7 separate regions of the Mus musculus genome follow, and regions 1, 3, 4, 5, 6 and 7 are each linked to region 2. Evidence: chromatin contacts called from public HiChIP or PLAC-seq and promoter capture Hi-C data. All regions are on one chromosome and are shown on one strand. Each heading gives the region's core, a stretch centred on a gene start, on an enhancer-like site or on the middle of the called end of the contact. The rest is flanking DNA. Distances are from core to core; before and after follow the strand shown.

Region 1 (2,700 bases), core at 118-2,617, 850 kb after region 2:
CAGTTACCAGTTGTAGATAAAATTGGCTCTGCATCTGCCTGGAGCCTCAGAACCTCCAAGGACAGGAAGTTAGTCCAAAATATTTTCTGAGGACTTAAGAGAGACACAGAAGTAGGGAGCAGAATTGGGGTAGCCTGGGCTAGGGGCACTGAGGTGGAATGAATAATGAATAATTACCACACCGTTTTGTTTGGTTATTTAAGGCAGTTTCCTGTAGCCCAGGCTGGCCTCAAACTCACTATGTGGCTGGGGATGACCCTGAAATCCTGATCCTCCAGCCTGCACCTCATAAGTGCTGGCGTGGCTGGCTACACCACACCACACCATACATTCTGGGGTGGAACCCCCGGTTTCATACATGCTAGGCCCACGTTCTCCATCCCCAGCCATGCTTATGTTTTTGGAAAAAGATCTTGCAAGCTGAGTGTAGCCTCACATGCCTTTAATCCCAGCACTTGGGAGGCGGAGGCAGGCAGATCTCTGACTTGAACCTAAAACGGGGCAGATTCGCCCAAAGCACCCCTAGACCCTATACATCTTACTCTCCAGATGGAGCGATGGAGGTCTACGGGTCTCGTTATCTAACCTCAGGCTGGTAACTCCGTGGCGGGAGTCGGAGGAGGCCCCTCTCTCCACAAGATCCCGGGATGAGAGAGGCGGAAGGAGGCTGGAAGAATCAACAGGTGGGAGTTTCCAGGAAAGGGCCACAGGGTCTCCCCAGAGTGCACCCCCCCCCACCACCAGCCTGGGTGAATCTGGGATCTGGGGGTTTTCCTGCCGCGCTCCCTCCGCCCCTAAAGTTGGGGGTGAGGAGGACCCCGCCCCGGGCGGGGAGGGGGCGGGGCCTGCGGGGTCCCAGTCTAATGGCAAACATCTGCTGATCCCCACACCCGCCCAGCAGCCAGGCCCAGCCCGGCCGGACGCCCGGATGCCTTCCCGCCGCTGAGGGGCCTGGTCCGGCCACCCGGAGCTGCGAGAGCGGGGACCTGGGAAGGTTAGGGGACAGAGCTAGACGAGAGTGGCGGAGCAGAGGAAGAGAGGCAGGGAATGATAAAGGCATAGAGGTGGGCTAGGGGCAAGGGAAGCAGGGCCCAGGTCAGGGCTGGGGAGGGGAGAGGAGCGCGGGGACCCAGACGCTCCGGTTTGCAAAGTTTGGGCGCAGATGTTAAGACTTGAGAGGGACCAGCTAAGAGAGAGTGTGCGAGCTTGTAGCCTCGGGTTGGAGGTGGGTTAGAAATCCTGATAGTGCCCCTAGAGTAGCCCGGACCCCACGCCACCCCGATCAGCCCTCCGTCCCACTCGCCTGGCACGCTCGAGCCTCCGCCGTCCCAGGCGTCCTGCCCGCTCCGCCTCAGTCGCCGCAAGCTTGCGGAGCCAGCGCGGTAGCCACGCCCCCACCAGAAAGCCACGCCCCTCCAGTCTCCCGGGCGCCTCGGCCGCGGGGCCTGGGGGCGAAGTTGAAGGGTGGTCGTGGGGGTGCACGCGCTCTCGCTGCGGCCTGAGCACGTCCTAGGGTCTCAGTCGGCTCCTGGCCACCAGCCCTCCGGACAGGGTCCCCGCTTCTCCAAGCCTGGTGCCCGCCCTTCGCAGCTGGACGCTGCAGGGGGCGGAGCTGGCCGCAGCCCAGCTCGAGGGCGGGTGCGGTAGCGGCGACTGGAGGTCACCCCTCCCCCGTTGGCCGCCAGCAGCTGGAAGTCTTCCAGCTGCAGGCCGGGTGCACCATGGCGTGACCGCCGACCCAAACTCTAAGATTGCAGCACCCACACCCCAATCTCCTGAAATTGAAGTTGTGCCTCAGTTTCCCCATCAGCAAAATGGGGTCAATCACATGACCCATCTGTTAAGTGTGTTCAGAAAATTCCCTTCATACTACTCTTGGGCTGACACAAATCACAGGGCGTGGTTTATTGATTTTGTGAGGTTGGGGATGGACCCCAGGACTCTGAATGCTAATCACTCTGCCTCTAAACTACACCCTAGTCCAGAGATGAACTTCTGTTTGCACTGGACTTTCTGAAGCCACTCTCACAGCGGGACTGCACACCTGTAGTCCCAGCACATGAAAGATGTGGAGCCAGGGCGATCAAGTACTAGAGAGGTCACCTTCTACTCCAGTAATTCTGAGCCAGGAGAGACTGTCTCAAAATAAACAAACTAAAGACAAAACAACAGGAAAGAAAGAAAGGAAGAAAGAAAGAAAGAGAGAGGAAGGGAAGGGGAGGAAAGAGGAAAAATATAGCTTCCTGGAAGCCTCTGCTTAGCACACGTGACAGGTGGATGTCTCAGTGGGTAAACTGCCTGCCGGTGTGAACTAGGATCTGAGTTCGAACTCCAGCATCTACATAAGAGTTGGGCCCACAAGTTTACCTGTAAGCCGAATTCTGGGGGCTGGGCAGATCTCTATGGCTGGGGCTTACCAGCCAGTGAACCTAGCTGCATCTATGAACTCCAGGTTCAATGAGACCTGTCTCAAAAAATAAGTGGATGACCAAGGGGAGGCTCGTCAGATGTCAAGACGAAGGTGCCTGCTGCAAGCCTGAAAGCTCAATGCCTGCGATCTATACAGTGGAAGGGGAGAACTGAGTTCTGCAAACTGTCCTCTGACTCCACATGTGTGTCATGGCACCCATGCACCCACAAACATACAGACAGACAGAAAGAGAGAAAGAGGAGAAAAAAATACAATTAAAAATGATAAAC
Region 2 (2,700 bases), core at 192-2,691:
CCAGTAAACTAACCCCCGGGATAGCAAAAGCAGACTCAGAATCGGGTTGGGATGTGTCCAGCACTAGCAGGGCACCTATGACTAATGCTCAATGACGCGCGGGACAAGCTTTCAGGAATGAACGGATTGACGATGCCCTTCTGGAACAGGAAGCGGGATCCAGTGTTCCCGCCAATCCTTGCACACAGCCGTCCTCATGGAGGCGTGGAAGGTACTAGTGGAGGGCCCATTACCCAGGTCTTCCTTGATTGCTTGGGGAGGGGGGGGGGAGAGGGGGGATTCATATGCACTGAAATGGGGGACTTTACCTGCCATCCCTCACTCCTCGAAATAAACACTGGACAATGTAAAAAGCTTCCTCGATGGCGCCAGGACCGAAAGAACTGGTTTACAGGGGCTAAAATAATAGGGCGGGGGCCGAGACATCTCACTACCATTCATCTTTCCTTCCCCCTGATAAACACTTTGAATGGAGTTAAAGGTTTCCTCGATTGCTCTGGGATCTCGGGACAGAGTTATGTCACTGCCAAAGTGGAGGGCCCATTCTGCAGCACCAGCTCTTTCCAGGCAGAGTCTCTTTGATAGCTCCAGGATCGCAGGAGCTCCTTTACGTTAGGATGAAAACAAAACAAAATCCCACGAGGGCTTCAAGCTGCCCAGGCCCGGCCCGGCAGGATGAGAGAGAAAAGGTCCTAGGACTTGACAGCGGGGCTGGGAAGGAGGGCCCTTCTGAACCAGGGCCAGGGGAACCGGCGGAGGGACCCTCGGGTGGGCGCGGCGGGATCTGCAGGGCACCGGAAGTGGAGGCTGGAGCGGAGTGGGGGCTTCAGGGTGTCCACAGGCCGGGAGAGGGGCACTTCCTGCACACCCAGGAGCCTGGCTGACCAAAGAGGGGAACCCCTGAGGGTGTCCCCAAGCTTGTTCTATTTCAGAGGGCTGATCCCCTTGCTCCCTCAAGCTCCCAGTCAATGGGCTTGCCAGCACCCCGGCCCCCACCCATTTTGGCGCCAACAGCTAAGGGCACGCGCGACAGGAAGCACAGCCCGCGCCAAACGCTGCCCCGCGCATGCGCGCCCTGGCTGTCAGCGGCCGCAGGGCCACCCGGAGATACCCCCAATATATGCCTCGGCATCGGTCCCGCCCCTCACCCCCACCCTGCGTGGCACCTACCGCCTGCGGACATGGTCCGGGAGCGAGCCTGCCGGGGAGGCAAGCGCAGGCACTCGGGCTGGAGCTGTTCGCGCTGGCATCTTGCAGGTTGCAGACGACAGAACAGCTCTGAACGAGACCCCGGCTTTTTCGCGCGCGCGGAAACCAATTGGGAGGGGGCGGCGCAAGCGGAAGCAGCATGTACCACACAGGGCAAGAGAGTGGGGGAAGACCATGCTATGCCCGAAGGGAGTGCGCATGCGCGCAACGGAGGCACCCACACCTCCTGGCTATAGTGGGCTCGTCCGTGCTGCGACTGGCGCCACCCACCTCCCCCTTGCCTGAAGAGGTGGCTCGGCACTTGAGAGCAGGTAGTGCTGCTCTTGCAGAGGATGACTCTGGTTTGCTTGCCAGCACCCGCATCCAGCCGCTCCAAGCCCCTGTAATTCCACTTCCAGGGGGTCCTACAGCCTCTTCTGGCCTCTATGGGCATTGCACTCACATGCACAAACACAACTTTAAAAAAAAAAAAATCTTTTGAGTCTGGCAGAGGCTGTGGCATGCATGCATTTGATTCCAGCACTCAGAATGCAAAAGCCAGAGGATCTCTGTGTATTGAGCCTGGTCTAAAAACAAAATCTTCTTGAAAAAGGAAAAAGGTAGGCGGTGGTGGCGCATGCCTGCAGTCCCTTACACTAAGGAGGCAGAGGCAGGCAGATCTCAGTTTGAGGTCAGCCAAGTCTATACAGTGGAGTTCTAGGACAGCCAGAGCCACACAGAGAAAGCCAGTCTCAAAACAAAACAAACAAAAGTGGGCTTGTCTGCGCAGTGGCTAGCTTCCTCCCTGGAGAGCACCCACCCACATCCAGCCACTCGAAGCCCTGTAACTCCACTTCCAGGGGAAGGCCGCTGTGGACACTGCTCTTAAATGCACCAACAATTTTTTAACCCAAGATAGGCTTGACTTTACTATCTATACAATAGATAATATGGTTGATCTTAAAGTTCAGACCTCCTGCCTCTCTCTGGTCTTGAGTGATGGATTTATGGGTATGCCCCACTGTAACTACCATCTTCACTGGAAGATGAAATGTGTGGTTCTGTAGTGTCTAACTATATGTCCATGATCCATATTTCTGGAACTTACATCTTCAGAAGGAGAAACTATAGGCATAACTCTATCCCCCTCCCCTTCTGCTCATCTTTTGTTACCATTTTGGTAAGAAATACATGAACCCTTAAACAAAAGGCCTCCCGTCTAACCCCATCTTCACCCCCTTGTCCTCTAAAACGACCATGAGCACACCATCTGGACTCTTCCTCAGTGGCTTCATCTATCAGAGCTGAAATCACCTCCTTAAAAAGATAATTCAGAAGTGAACTGGACCAATATACCAATGAAGTAGTATAGTGGTAAGGCCAGGAACCACTTCTGCCATCTGGGTTTAATAAAAAAAAAAAAAGCAGATCGCAGAGAAATGATATTTTCTATTTACCTTCCACATGGTATGGAAGGATTTAGAATATACAGTTCAACAGCAGAATATTAAC
Region 3 (2,700 bases), core at 80-2,579, 970 kb after region 2:
AGGAAAAAAGAAAGAGAGAGGGACAGAGAGAGAGAAAGAGAAAAAGGAAAGAAATATGGAACCTTTATAGTGGAAGGTTCAGATCTTCTCCCTTCAGGTGCAGGACCAGGTAACAGGTGAAAACTCAGGGCCAGTTGGGGCTGGGGGGCCGTGGTGGTGAGGAAGTTGCACGGGCTGCAAGCTGGACTTTGCCCAGTGCAAGCAGCTGGTATGGCCAGGTGTGTAGGTGTGTGTGTGACTGCCAGCTAGACAGAGCCCCTTCCATCAAGGCTTGGATGTTGAATTTAGCTGGTGCTTGCCTCTGGGGTGCTGTCCTGTCCTCTCCAAATCCACTGTAACCCTTTCCCTGTCTCCCAGGGTGAGGGTAATTTCTATATATATAACATAAGGTTTAAAGGCCCAGTTAGGCTCCCAAGTGGGTATCTACCATTTTATTTGTCAAAGGGGCCGGGCCTGGCTCCCTCTTGGCCAAAGCTGACTCACCCCAGCCATGGTCCACAAAGACAGGACTGAAAGTCATCAAATCCAAGAGAATTATCCTAGCCACTTAATGACTGCAAAACCCACCACCCCATATCCTCCTGTTTATATCTTCCCACACTCCAGCATTCTGTTTTATCCAAATCTAGGGTGTTCTTCCAAGCTCTCCCCCACCCCCGCCCCCACTTTGCTTTCTCCAGCTGTCTAGCTTAGAGCTGCTCTCCGAAGCCCAAGCAAAAGTATTTCTCAATGGCCTTCGGTGTTTTCTGTTTCTCTACTCCGTGCATTTCTAAGGAGAACGCAGCCAACCCCACCCTGTGTTCCGGGAGAACGGGTTTGAGGCGTCCGTCGGGCAGGGCCTCCAGGCTGGCCCCCGCCCCACCACGGCTTCTCTTCTGGGCCATCTAGGGGTCCCCTAGCCCTCAAGGTTGGCACCCGAACAGTCACTGCACTGCGTGCACCAGCAAGTGCCTCCCCCATCACCATATGGCGCCGTCGCTCGGCCCCAAGCTGGGCTTCTCGCCCACCCCGCCACCGTTCGCAGAGCTTGCCGGGTGCGGGGAACCCAGAAGAGCCAGCAGCACTGACAGGGGGTGCGGGACCCAGGCTCGCGCGGACCCCAGTTCAACCCTGTCATAGTGCACGCGCGTATCAGCGGGTTGGCAGGTGCACTCGCTCCTGGGCTCACCTCGGGTCCCGCCTTGCACACCAGGATCCGCCCACGAAGTTGCTACGGCCCCGCACAGGGCTGCGACCCTCGCCCCACAGCTGCCGGCGCTGCCAACACTGACACCCGGATCCCGCGCCGGCTCCGCCCAGGCGGAGGGGGCGAGGCCGCAGAAGACTAGGCGAGGTGAGCGGGTGGGGCCTAGAAGGGGCGGGGCGCCTTGAGAGTTGGCGCCCGGCGGTGGGCGTGGTCTTACGGGTGTGGGCGCCGCCAACGGAGCCAGGAGATGGGCGTGGCCTGTCGGAGGCTTGGACGCCACAAAAGTCCTAGCTGAGTGGGCGAGCCTTGCAGGCGGAGGTGGGGTCTGGCAGGGGCGGGGCCACCTCAAGAGGCGTCAGAGGTGGGCAGGGAGTTGAGAGGATGGGACCTGGTAGTATGGTAGGAGAGGGGTGGTAGGGATCTGGGAGTGCAAGTCTGTGGTCCTGAGCTAGAGCCCAGAGGAGCGGGAAGAGGCATTAAGTCCCATCAGAGCCTCTCTTTCCTAACTAGAGGTAGAAAACATTTTCTATGCATTCTGTGTTAACAGGAAAACCTCAGCAGCTGAGTTCTATTCCCATCTCCCCTTTCTAGGACTGTGACTCCTGACATATTTAACCTCTCTCAACCTCAATGTTTCCCTCTGTCGAGTGGTTCATAACAAGATTAGTGTAACCATAGTTTTATTCCTTTTACTTTTGGGGGCTGGAGAGATGTCTCAGCGGTTAAAATCACTTGTTCTTGTTGAGGATATGAGTTTGAGTCTCAGGACTCACATGGTGTCTAATAACTCCAGTTCCAGGAGACCTGACCCTTCTTACTTCATCAAACTGCAAGAGCCCACGTGGTGCAGACAAAACACTCATGTAAAATAAAATTTAAAATTCTAAAAATTAAAATTTTTTTGTTTGTTTTCCAGGCTTGCCTCAAACTCCTTAAGTACCAAGAGTAAATGTGAACTGATTCCCCTGGCTCCACCTCCCAAGGTCTGGGATTGAAGGTGTACAAAGCCATGCTGCTTTACACGGTGCTAGGGATGGAGCCCAAGGCTTCTTATATAGAGAGTGGTTACTCTATCTCCCCAGTGCTGGCCTGAATCCTAGGCATAATCCCCGTTCCACGTGGGAGGAGTCTGGCTCTAAAGGGTGCTAGATTCTTCTGTTCAACATGCCTAAGGGCTCTTGGAGTTAAAACATGTTTTAGAAATAAGGAAACTGGGGCTGGAGAGATGGCTCAGCAGTTAAGAGCACTGACTGTTCTTCCAGAGGTCCTGAGTTCAAATCTCAGGAACCACATGGTGGCTCACAACCATCTGTGATGGGATCTGATGCCCTCTTCTGGTGTGCCTGAAGACAGCTACAGTGTATTCATATATATAAATAAGGAAACTGAGGATCAAAGAAAAGTAGATATTTGCCAGAGTCCACACAGCAAGATTTCGAATTCAGTTGCTACTAAGCCTGATATGAGGGTTTCAGGGACCAACAGAGTAGAAGGAGAACCAATTCCCACAAGTT
Region 4 (2,700 bases), core at 48-2,547, 770 kb after region 2:
TCCCTAAGCCTTTGATTCATCAAAACTTCTCTATCCATGGCAGACAGCCTTCTGGTTTAGCCATCCAGTGTCAAGAGGGGAAAAAGGCCACATGTGGTTGGTTTTGCTTCGAGGGAAGAGATGCCCTTCTGTGTGTTCAACTCCTTGTAACAGGATAAAGCGGTACCAGCAGGTGCCTAAGGAAATAAACCAAAAATCAACATTTCTGTCAACACAGGAAGGAACCCATTGATTCTCAGATGAATTATTTAAAATAATTTCAACTTTAGCTTTGAAACAGGGTCTCTTGACAGGTGGTAGTGGGGTGGTAGTAAACACTCAACATTTAATCCCAGCACTCAGGAGTTAGAGGCAGGCAGATCTCTGAGTTCTAGGCCAGCCTGGTCTACAGAGTCCAGGACAACCAGGGCTACACAGAGAAACCTTGTCTTGAAAAACAAAACAAACAGAAACAGAAACAAAACAAAAGAAGAAAAGGAAAGAAAAGAAAGAAAGAAGGAAAGAAGAGGAGGAGGAAACAGAATCTGTGTAGCCCAGGCTAGTCTGGAACTTGCTGTCCAGACCAGTTTGGACTTTGCTCACAGAGATCTGCCTGCCTTCTTCCTAGTTTCAGTGTTACCATATCTTGCTATGGAATTCTTCCATTAATAATTATAATTATTCTAACTACTGGGTCCTACCCCCCAAACCAAGTAATGTTTCTTCTTTCTAATTAATTAATTAGTACAGGGGAGTGTGTGTGGAAGTTAGAGGACAATTTGCTGGAGTTGGTTCTGGTTCTCTCTCCTTCCAGTATGTGGATCCCTGGGATCAAACTCAGGTCTTCAGGCTTGCACCCTCACCCACTGAGCCAACTCGCTCACCCGCACACGCCGCCGCGTTTTATATACATTTCTCGCTGAGTGTTTGTGTTTATGGACGGATCCAGATAAAACCTGCAACTGTACTTGGGTCAGAAATCTATGTGCCCATTCCTAGACAGGAAAGCAAACTTGCTGCAAGAAGTGTAGGGGTCGGGGGTGGGAGGGGGCTTCGCATACTTCTGTTTTGCTTTGGAGGTGGAAAGGAAAGCGTCAGAAGGCGACCCAGGGTGTGGAAGGGCGTGGGTCGTCCCTTGAACACTCAAACAGCAACGCGGGCGGCTAAGTGTCCGGGAAGCGGTGAAATTCTGTGGGAGGAATTTGAGGAACTTCCCACTGCTGCGGGAGCTTCAGGGGTTAAAAGAGACGATGTCACATCGGCCGTTCCAAGCTCCTCCCCGCTCAGTGAGGTGAAGATTTTTGAAAATCACCCCATTGCAGACTCCTCCCCCGCCTGGAAACCTCGCCCCTAGTACTGGGAATGACTCTGGGCGTGCGGCGTAGTTTGCAGCCGGGACACCGTGAGGCTTGCGAGCCCAGATTCGCAGCCGAGACACCGTGGGGCCCGCGATCCAGTGTTTGCAGCGGGAACATTTCGGGGTCTGTGATCCGAGTGAGGACGCAACGCAGAAGCTAAGGATGAGCACCGCGGATCTGATGCGTCGCTGGGTCATCGCCCTGCTCCTGGCTGCTGCCGGAGTTGCAGGTAAGGCTTTGCGCCAGGAGCCTGCCCGGGGTCAGGGGCAGCCGTCCTGAACTCGGAGAGCCCCGAGTGGTTTTATTTTTGGTCGAGAAATACAACCATTCGTGCGAACTTGATGTGATGTCCTTCCCACGTGGCTGGAGGGAAGTGTTTTGGAAATAGGGTGCCAGAGCTGTAGGGGGTCAGAGTGGGTTTGGGGAGTCCGGTGGGTGCTCTCCCAAGTCAGAGGTGTCTTTCAGAGCTATGTGTGAGGGAATCCAAGAGGAGGGGTCCCATCATTCGTTTTAAGGGCTGGGGAGACCCAGGCCCAGCTGTTCAACTTTGGGGTCGCTAGTCGTAGTTACAGGACTTGGGGGTCTCCACACTGCACTCAAACCCGGCTACTGCCGCGTGCCCCAAAACTCCGCCCTAACCCCACCTCCCACCGCACCCCCGAGCTCCTATTGGGTGCAGCCGGAACAGGCGAGCCTCGAGCCACTCCCCTCGCCCAATGGAGGAAGAGGATGATGTTCAGGGGCGTGGCTTGCACGACCCTCCCGGGTGGGGTGGGGCTACACATCCGGGCCGGCTGGGTCCTCCTTGTGAGCCTTCAGTCCCTACCTTGTCCCTACTTCCCTGGTTTGGTGCAGATGTGCCTCAGGCAACCCAGACACCCGTAGCTGAGACCATCAGGCAGGGAGGGCCAGGGACCTGGCAAAGACTTTTGCAGGCCTGGTTCGTTCCCACTCTCTGAACGTGTAGGATTGGACAGATCCATAAAGTGGACTTTAGTTTTAGGAGAGGCGTTGGAATTTGGACAGGAAGGGAGATGGTGTTACAATCTCACCAACAACTTCTTTGCAGCACTGGGAAAAGTGCTCCACCTCTCCCTCACTTTATAGACAGGGTCTCATGTAGCCTAGGCTGGCCTATAAGTCACTGTGTAGTCTCTAGCCCCTAATTCTCCTGCCTCAGCTCGGGAGTGTTGGGATGACAGGCATGTGCCACCATGCCTGGATTTGGGGACACCATGGATAGAACCAGGGTCCATGAATGCCTGGGTTACTGCTTTTCTTGCAGTCAGCCTGGCTGGCCAAGAACATTTTAATTGCTTTTTCCTCCTCAGAACCAGCTTCGGTTCTGACCCCACAGGAGCTT
Region 5 (2,700 bases), core at 185-2,684, 880 kb after region 2:
TGACAGGCATATCAGGTACTGGGGGTGGAACCCAGGGCTTTGTGCACACTAGGCAAGTACTCTACCACCTGAGCCCTGGCTCCAGCCCCCGAGGGCCAGAGGTCTGGAGAAGTGGCTCAGCAGTTAAGGGTACGCACTGCTCTTTGAGAGGATCCAAGTTCAGTTCACAGCACCCACTTCAGTCAGCTCCAGGGGGACCTGATGCCTCTGGCCTCTTTGGACATCTCTGTTCAACCCTGCCCCCCAACAATAAATAAATAATTAAAAACATAAGGTGGTCCCACCAGTAGCCAGGTGGCAGACTGGCCTCCCGCAGCCCACACTACCACCTTATTGGCTCCCTGGAGTTATCTATAGGGTCTGTCTTTCAGATACAAAGAGAACCGGAACCTGGTCTTGCCTCTTCTCCCCAGCTGTAAGTGCACAAGCCCCAACCCTGTAGGCCCCCTTAAGCTGTGTGATGGAGGCATCTGGCCTGCTAGCTCAGCCTCTGAAGCTCTGTACCAACAACCAGTAACAGCGAGTCTCCACACAGAACAGTGAGTGGGTCTCTGTGACAGAGTCCTGTGACTCTCGGTGTCAAGCTCATCGCGAATGACTAACTTCACGGCCATTTTCTGTGGTGCTAGCGATGGAATGCTGAGTGCCCCGAAAGCCTTCTACCTCTGAGCATCACCTCAGCTCTTGTTTTCTTGCCATAAGAGAGGATCTAGTTCTGTAGCCCAGGCTGGCCTTGAACTCATGTTCCTCCTACCGCAACCTCAGAGTGTAACGTTCTATTTGCAAGGGAAGCAAGGCTGTTCCTTTGAGTGCGCAAAGTGGATGTTCAACAAATGCTTAGTACTACTTGTGGGACGCCTAGGTAGAGAAAATGGGTTGCAGTACTTGCCCTGTGTGTTCTAGGAAGTTAAATCGAAGTTAGCACAGATCATAAACCATGCGGGGAGTCAGGCTCCATGATCTCAGAAGGAGGATGTCTGTCATGTCACTTTTTCGCCCCTCCTCCACAGCTATTGGCCACACCCAGTGACCCCTGCATTAGCTGTCTGCAGGAAGGAGACAAGGCTGGAGCCCCTGGATGGCCCTTTGGGTGGCCCAGCAATACTGGGCCTGCTGTGTTGGATGTGAAGGGAGCCACGTTCTACACTTAGATGGGAAACTGAGGCTCAAGGCAGTGATATGCTCATACAGACACTGGCGCTGAGAGCTCTGGTCTGAGCTTGCCCACTACCTCCAACCCCCACACACAGCTGGCCCTGAGTTCTAGCAGCGTGATATCAGCATGGCCTGCTTAGCCATCAGTCTGATGCAATGGCTGAGCCTCCGCCAGGCCCTTGTGCAACCATGGCCGGTTAACCATTGACCAGGGGGGTCAATGGCAGCCTATGGAAATAAAAGGCAGCCGCAGCGGCCCGGGAACCACACCCACGAAACTGTCAGCCATGGCTGTGCTTGCTCTCTGCCTCCTGTGGACCTTAGCATCAGCAGTGCGACCCGCTCCAGTGGCCCCTCTGGGTGGTCCAGAGCCAGCTCAATATGAAGAGCTGACCCTGCTCTTTCACGGGGCCCTGCAGCTAGGCCAGGCCCTCAATGGCGTGTACAGAGCCACAGAGGCTCGCCTGACAGAAGCTGGGCACAGCCTGGGCCTCTATGACAGAGCACTGGAATTCCTGGGGACAGAAGTCAGGCAGGGCCAGGATGCCACACAGGAGCTTCGCACCAGCCTGTCGGAGATTCAGGTGAGCACTGGAGCTGGGTGTTGGTGGCAGGTAAGAGTCTGAGGAAATGGTAAACCCAGAACAGAGGAAACATACCCTGATGACACACCATCCTTGAGCAGGTGGAAGAGGACGCTTTACACCTTCGAGCTGAAGCCACAGCCCGATCACTGGGGGAAGTGGCCCGGGCCCAGCAGGCTCTGCGGGACACTGTACGGAGACTACAAGTGCAGCTGAGAGGCGCCTGGCTCGGTCAAGCCCACCAAGAATTTGAGACCTTAAAGGTAAGGGACTCCCAGGTCTGAGAGGGGTATAGCCTGCTTCTCAGAAAGAGGCCACCACTGAATCCTGGGCTAGAGGACCCTCCAGTTGTATATGGGGTTCCAGCCTCAGTGACCTTCTGGAAGTGACCTTTGCAAGTAAGGGCAAGAAGCAGGCACAGCTGTGGTTCTAGAACTCCAGAGGCAGGGGCAGGAGAAATAGAAGGTTAAAGGCAGCCTTGGCTACAAAGTTAGGCCAGCTGACTACATGGTGATACCTTGTCTCAAAGAGAACAAGAGAAAGAACAATCCTAGCACTGGGAATAAAGGCAGGTGTGTGTGTGTGTGTGTGTGTGTGTGTGTGTGGGTGTGTGTGGGTGTGTGTGTGTGTGGAGTCCAAGGTGATTTCTGGCTAGGTAGACATCCGGGTTAAGCTTGGGGTACATGAAGCCCTGTCTCAAAATATGTAAATGAATGAATGAGTAAGGGACCAACAAGGTAGTTAGTTCAGCAGGTAAAGGCTGCCAAGCCCATGACCTGAGATGGATTCCCAGGACCCACGCAGTCCTGGTGCTATGTATCAAGAAACCAATCAATATTGTTTGATGTGCATCTACAAACTATACAGAGCAAGTCCCATTTTAGATATACTTTACAAACAGGGAAACTGAGGCCAGAGGGTCTTGGACATTTGCTGGGCCCCATGGATGGTAACAGAGAAA
Region 6 (2,700 bases), core at 126-2,625, 640 kb after region 2:
ATGACTGCCCATTTCAGGGCCTGGTACAGTCCCATGTTTAAGTAAATACTACATTGATTCAAACATAAACCCCCATTTACCATATAGGTCGGGACGGTTTCTAAGATGGTGCCGCACAAAGTTGTGGCCAGGATGGGGCAGCAGGGAGCCTTTGATCCTGTCCAAGACCTGGAAAGCAAAGCCCAGGGTCTAGAATGAGAATCCTGGTGTTCTGAGAGGTGTCAGCACATCCTACTGAACAAGCTCGAACATGTCACCACTGTGAAGGTGGATTTCAGGCCTGTCACCTTGCTTTCAGCTTCTTGCAGCCTCTCCTCTCAAAGTAAGGACAGTCCCTAAGTTCTGGATGGTCTTGCAACTACATCTCCAGGATGTACCCTCTCACTGGACCTGGTCTATCATTAGAGGTTGGCTTGACTGGGAAACATTCTGGCTTTAAGTCACACACCTATCCACGCCTACTTTGTAACCTAGCTTTTGCCTTCCAGCCCCACCATACCCATTCAGTCCTCAAGTATAGTGGCTGGACTCCAAGCAACTCCAAGTGCCTTACCTGGGAGGTATCCACATCAAAAAAGCTCTGATAGTAGTCAAATGTCCAGAATCTGGGCTGTGGTTTTTCTTCCTGTAGAAGCTATAAGACAAAAGACTCAGAACTTGCCTGCTCAGCCAGGGTAAGAACAGAGGCAGATCATCGGGGCCTAGGAGACTCACTGATGTCTTGTCATCCTCTTCCTCCCCTACTTCAGCTCCATAGCCAATGCCTGAACCCACAACCACAGCCACGTGCTCTCGGGAGGTCAGCTCATCACTTTGGCTAGTAGTAGCTGCATCTGGGGTCTCTGCCAGAAGATTTGTGGCTTCCTCGAACTCTACGGAGAGGGAATATGGGCATAGGTGTTTGGAATCTGAAAATTCCTTTCATCAACTGGGGCTATGGCTGCCTTACCGCCGTCCCCTAAGGGCTGAGTTTCTTCAGTTTTGATGCATGGATAGGTCTGTCTACTAAGATGGGATTCAATTTAGGTCCTGTGCAGAATTGGACGCTGTGATGTGCCTTTTGAGTTCATGGAAGAAGCAGGAATTGAGTGCAAGATAAACCTGAGGTCTGGGTCCCAGCTGCCTGGGGTTCTAGCTTAGGACTGAGGTAGGAGCTCTGACCACTTCCGGGCTCCACTCACCGTGGAAGGCCAGTTCGTCAGCTGCTGCCATGACTCTTTAGAGGCGTCACCGCATCGCACTCTGTGGACAGAACCGCATCAATCCCACAGCCCTCCCCAAGACTGATGCTTCCGTCTGGACTCCTGCATGGAGCCTAATACACGGAATGGAACTTCAGCTCCAAGCTGGGTCCCTTCAGATGCACCCCACCTTCCTCACCTGAGCCTACCTAAGCTGGCGTGGCTATTGCTCTATGCGCGTGCGCGCCGCTCGACTTCCCTTCAGAGCCCACCCTTCTCCACACAACGGCAACATCCGTTTAGGTCCGTTTCCTATTGTCTTCCTGTGGGAAACTACTTCCTGTATCTTGCGCTTGCGCAGGATCTACTCTCCGGCCTTTTTCATTCCGACACTATGCGTTTCTACTCGGCTGAGGAACCGCAGGGAGACGATGGTGACAGCGGCTCTTAAGAGATTCTGGTCCGGTGGGCACGGTGAAGCGGGAGGAGAGGCCGGTGGTGCCACGACGGTGGCGGTTAAGCCAGGGCTGTGGACGCGACTGAGTGAGTAGTGGCAGAAGGCTGCAGGGTGGGTGGCTCGAGTGGTCGAGTCCTTGTCACCGCAGCTCTTTTTTCCCCTCAGGCACCTGGGCCGGCGCGCTGCTCCGGGACTACGCTGAGGCGTGCGGGGACGCGGCGGCTGCGGCGCGAGCTCGACCGGGCCGCGCGGCCCTGTACGTGGGGCTTCTGGGCGGCGCGGCTGCGTGCTGCGCGCTGGCGCCCAGTGAGGCGGCCTTCGAGGAGGCCTTGCTGGACGCATCGGGGTCACTGTTGCTCTTGGCACCGGCCACGCGCAACCGCCACTCGGAGGCGTTCCTGCAGCGCCTGCTGTGGCTGAGGGGCCGTGGGCGGCTGCGTCACGTGAACCTGGGCTTTTGCTCGCTGGTTTACGAAGCGCCCTTCGACGCCCAGGCCAGCCTCTACCAGGCCCGCTGCCGCTACCTGCAGCCACGCTGGGTGGACTTCCCCGGCCGGATCCTCGACGTGGGTTTCGTTGGCCGCTGGTGGATTCTGCAGAATCGCATGCATGATTGCGACATCAACGACGACGAGTTTCTCCATCTGCCCGCTCATCTCCGCGTCGTCGCGCCTCACCAGCTGCACTCAGAGGCCAATGAGAGGCTGTTCGAGGAGAAGTACAAGCCGATCATACTCACCGACGATCAGGTGGATCAGGCGCTGTGGGAGGAGCAGGTGTTACAGAAGGAGAGAAAGGATCGGCTAGCTTTGAGCGAGGCTGATTCACTGGTTCAGTCCGATGTTTCCAGATGAAACCCAGGATTGCCCCCGGGTCACCAGGCGCAGGCAAACTGTTGGCTGTGGATGGTGCAATTGGTGAGATGGGTAGAGATAAATGGCCCTTATTGTGATTTTATGGGAAGTCCTCACTCTGTCCGGTTAGCCGAAGAAACTTGGGGGCCTTACTGGTCTTAGAGATACAGAAGAGCTGAAGGACTGCTCTTAAACATGCTGAAGCACT
Region 7 (2,700 bases), core at 131-2,630, 810 kb after region 2:
GTGAACCATCCTGCCAGCCCTCAGGTTTTTACTTCATTACTACTGCTTGCTCCCAAGGCCTCCTGTAGCCACATGTGTTCTCTCTGAGCTACAATCTCAGAGATAAAACTTCTCATTTTACTTTTGGTCTTCTGTCAATCAGGCTGCTTTGAATTCCTTCCAGCCTTCCATTCCTGACCCTCCTGCTTGTCTCTGGAACACTGGTCTGACAGGCCCATTCTGCCATGCCTGGCATGGAACCCAGGGTTTCATGCATGCCAGTCAAGTGTATCCCTGCCCCCTCAACAGTTTCAGGTTTCCCCCAATATCTTTGCAGAAACCCCTCCCCAGTCCCGCCCATGTTACCCCTCCTAATGATAGAAAGCATTTGTCTCCTCAGCCCATCACTGCAGTACAAATGTTATCCTGTCTCCTCTCCAGTAGGATGCCAGCCACCAAGGGACTCCTTCCCTGCTGTCACCCGAGGTCCAGCTCACGGCAGGCTCTGTTCACAAGTCTATTGGGAAGGCACGAAACTTTAAAAAATGTTCCCAGGGCCGGACGTGGTGGCGCATGCCTTAAATCCCAGCACTTGGGAGGCAGAGGCAGGCGGATTTGAATTCGAGACCAGCCTGGTCTACAGAGTGAGTTCCAGGACAGCCAGGGCTACACAGAGAAACCCTGTCTTGAAACAAAACAAAACAAAGTTCAAACAAACCTTTGACAGGGAAGGACACTGAGATGGGAGATTGCTCACACCTGTGACCAAGGCACTGAGGAGCTGAAAGGTTCTTTGAATTTCTCAGCTAAGTAGTTCTCTACTAGTCAGAGCTACATTTAAGCCTGAGTCCTGGAAAGTTAATAAAGGGTCGTGCCCTGCTAACTCTATATTTAATTACGCTTAAGTCCCTAGATGACAACCGTTGTCATGACAACGGTTTCACCGGTGGAGAAATCAAGGCTCGGGTGTGACTGCTCTCCCTCGGAAGACCCTCAAGAACGGCGAGCAGGAGTGGAGGTGGGGGCTGGATCATAAAGACTTCCAAAGGCGCCTGAGCTACGAAGTACGATCGTATAGAGTCGCGCATTGTGAGCTATGACACTTATCTGGACGCCTCTGAGCCATGGCAATTGTCAGATGGGGAAACTGAGGCCCAGGAGTACCAGCTCCCCCCGAGAAGTCCCCCGGGGCTGGGGCGCAGGGGACCGGCCCTCACCCCGAAGCTGCCGGTAGGCGCCGTCCTGCATCTCCAGCAGCCGCTCCATCATCTGCTCGTAGCTCCCGAGCAGCCGCCGCTGCTGCGCCTCGGCGCGGTTGGCCCCCAGCAGGCTCAGTAGCCAGTTGCTCACCTCCACCATGTCGCGGAAAGCCGCCATGACTGATCGCGCCGAGTCCGAACCCGCGCAAATTCGTCTCACCACGGGCCCCGCCCCCTCCCCAGAGCGCATAAGTCTCATTGGATCGTTCCTACGTCCGTCTCCTGCAGGACTCAATCAGCGAGGGGACAGAGCGCTTCGGAAGGAGCGGCCATTTTGTGGAGATCCTGTGCGAAATTTCTTCTGTCACTCAGGTGTGAGGATCAATCATCGTAGGCGGGGGAGGGGGGGGGGCGGCGGCGCGGGGGGGGGGCGTGTCACACGTGGCCAGTTTGCGATTGGCCTGGTACGCGTGCGTCGATTGTCGGGCTATGAACTCCGGGGAGAGTCCAGGGCGTTAGGAGTCTGTTGCGCATGCGTAAACTGGAAAGCTGCGCGACTCTTAGAGAAATTTGCAGGTATCAGTCGCTGCTTGAAGGGCAATGTAACGGATGGTTTATTATTTTTGCTTGTTTTTTTTTTTTAGTTTACTTTAGGAATATATTAATTATACATAAAACTGGGATTCATTGGGTTTATTTTTTTCTTGGCGGGGGTTGGGATGTGTGAGCTGTGAGATGTTGAGACTATGTAGAACTGGCTGTCCAGGAGCTCTTTGTTAGAGATCCATCTACCTCTGCCTCCTAGTGGTTGGATTATAGGAACATGCCACCACAATCATTCACCAGTCTCTATTTTTTAGGCTTATTTCTCTTTCTTTAATGTGTATGGGTAAACGTTTTGCCTACATGTATGTATGTGTCAGCAGAGGTCATAAAAGGGCATCTGACCACTTGGAGCTAGATATGGATGGTTGTGAGCCATCATGTGGTGCTGGGAGCCAAACCCTGGTTCTCTACAAGAGCATCCAATGTTCTGGGAAGGCAGAGGCAGGCAGATCCCAGAGTTTGAGGCCAGCCTGGTCTACAAATAAAGCTCCAGGAGAGCCAGGATTATATAGAGACCTTGTCTCAAAAATAAAATAAAATAAAATCTTTAAGTAGGAGTCTAGCATGTATCTAGCATGTAGCACTCAGGTGATGGGAGCTTGAGGATGGAGGTAAATTCCAGGCCAGCCTGGGCAACAAGAGCAGTGAACCCCGAAGCTGAGCATGGTGGCTCAGGAATCAGGAGCCTAAGGAAGAGGAATTGCCATTCATGGGACTCCAGAGTGCTGAGTGAATTCCAGACCAGCCTGAACTACAAAGTGAACCCTGTCTCCTTAAATACCTATACCCCAGAGCTGGAGAGATGGCTCAGCGGTTAAGAGCACTCACTCACTGCTTTCCCAGAGGTTCTGAGTTCAATTTCCAGCAACCACATGGTGGCTCACAACCATCTGTAGTGAGATCCAATGTCTTTTTT

Evidence for each region. Promoter capture Hi-C pulls out the DNA fragments that hold promoters and counts their contacts. HiChIP or PLAC-seq counts read pairs in DNA pulled down with a chosen protein or histone mark. Capture Hi-C pulls out chosen DNA fragments and counts their contacts.
Region 1: a FOXA1 HiChIP or PLAC-seq map of pancreatic cancer cells shows a contact between it and region 2. The contact joins the promoter of Kank2 here to the promoter of Dnmt1 in region 2. A contact is called at or near these places in 2 of 39 promoter capture datasets (liver and pre-B cells) and 1 of 115 datasets of contacts at active chromatin or transcription factors (pancreatic cancer cells).
Region 3: a promoter capture Hi-C map of liver shows a contact between it and region 2, with 4 times the contacts expected there. The contact joins the promoter of Rab3d here to the promoter of Dnmt1 in region 2. A contact is called at or near these places in 3 of 39 promoter capture datasets (the C10 cell line and liver).
Region 4: a FOXA1 HiChIP or PLAC-seq map of pancreatic cancer cells shows a contact between it and region 2. The contact joins the promoter of Ldlr here to the promoter of Dnmt1 in region 2. A contact is called at or near these places in 2 of 115 datasets of contacts at active chromatin or transcription factors (bone marrow-derived dendritic cells and pancreatic cancer cells).
Region 5: a contact with region 2 is called in a promoter capture Hi-C map of liver, with 3 times the contacts expected there. The contact joins the promoter of Angptl8 here to the promoter of Dnmt1 in region 2. A contact is called at or near these places in 1 of 39 promoter capture datasets (liver) and 1 of 115 datasets of contacts at active chromatin or transcription factors (pancreatic cancer cells).
Region 6: a promoter capture Hi-C map of liver shows a contact between it and region 2, with 5 times the contacts expected there. The contact joins the promoter of Timm29 here to the promoter of Dnmt1 in region 2. A contact is called at or near these places in 3 of 39 promoter capture datasets (liver and pre-B cells), 1 of 115 datasets of contacts at active chromatin or transcription factors (microglia) and 1 of 9 other capture datasets (liver).
Region 7: a contact with region 2 is called in a promoter capture Hi-C map of liver, with 2.9 times the contacts expected there. The contact joins the promoter of Spc24 here to the promoter of Dnmt1 in region 2. A contact is called at or near these places in 2 of 39 promoter capture datasets (liver and pre-B cells), 2 of 115 datasets of contacts at active chromatin or transcription factors (Th17 cells and memory CD8 T cells) and 1 of 9 other capture datasets (liver).

The regions. Positions count from the first base shown.
Region 1 is chr9:21,797,179-21,799,878 of GRCm38.p6, forward strand. It overlaps Kank2 (KN motif and ankyrin repeat domains 2), which reads right to left and starts at 1,368. Exons shown (of 12, transcript NM_145611.4): 1 at 1,304-1,368.
Region 2 is chr9:20,951,538-20,954,237 of GRCm38.p6, forward strand. It overlaps Dnmt1 (DNA methyltransferase (cytosine-5) 1), which reads right to left and starts at 1,442. Exons shown (of 39, transcript NM_001199431.1): 1 at 1,171-1,442. The coding sequence starts at 1,250.
Region 3 is chr9:21,916,854-21,919,553 of GRCm38.p6, forward strand. Rab3d (RAB3D, member RAS oncogene family) reads right to left here and starts at 1,330. Exons shown (of 5, transcript NM_001324531.1): 1 at 1,169-1,330.
Region 4 is chr9:21,722,279-21,724,978 of GRCm38.p6, forward strand. Ldlr (low density lipoprotein receptor) reads left to right here and starts at 1,298. Exons shown (of 18, transcript NM_010700.3): 1 at 1,298-1,566. The coding sequence starts at 1,500. Gm26511 (a long non-coding RNA gene) reads right to left here and starts at 1,078. Exons shown (of 4, transcript XR_001779098.2): 1 at 1-1,078.
Region 5 is chr9:21,834,076-21,836,775 of GRCm38.p6, forward strand. It overlaps Angptl8 (angiopoietin-like 8), which reads left to right and starts at 1,435. Exons shown (of 4, transcript NM_001080940.1): 1 at 1,435-1,739; 2 at 1,841-2,002. The coding sequence starts at 1,443. The region is part of intron 14 of Dock6 (dedicator of cytokinesis 6); the gene reads right to left.
Region 6 is chr9:21,591,347-21,594,046 of GRCm38.p6, forward strand. It overlaps Timm29 (translocase of inner mitochondrial membrane 29), which reads left to right and starts at 1,376. Exons shown (of 2, transcript NM_178619.4): 1 at 1,376-1,724; 2 at 1,804-2,700. The coding sequence starts at 1,613. The coding sequence ends at 2,492. It overlaps Yipf2 (Yip1 domain family, member 2), which reads right to left and starts at 1,485. Exons shown (of 8, transcript NM_138303.2): 1 at 1,182-1,485; 2 at 715-872; 3 at 554-634; 4 at 81-168. The coding sequence starts at 1,212.
Region 7 is chr9:21,758,923-21,761,622 of GRCm38.p6, forward strand. It overlaps Spc24 (SPC24, NDC80 kinetochore complex component, homolog (S. cerevisiae)), which reads right to left and starts at 1,381. Exons shown (of 5, transcript NM_026282.6): 1 at 1,197-1,381. The coding sequence starts at 1,356.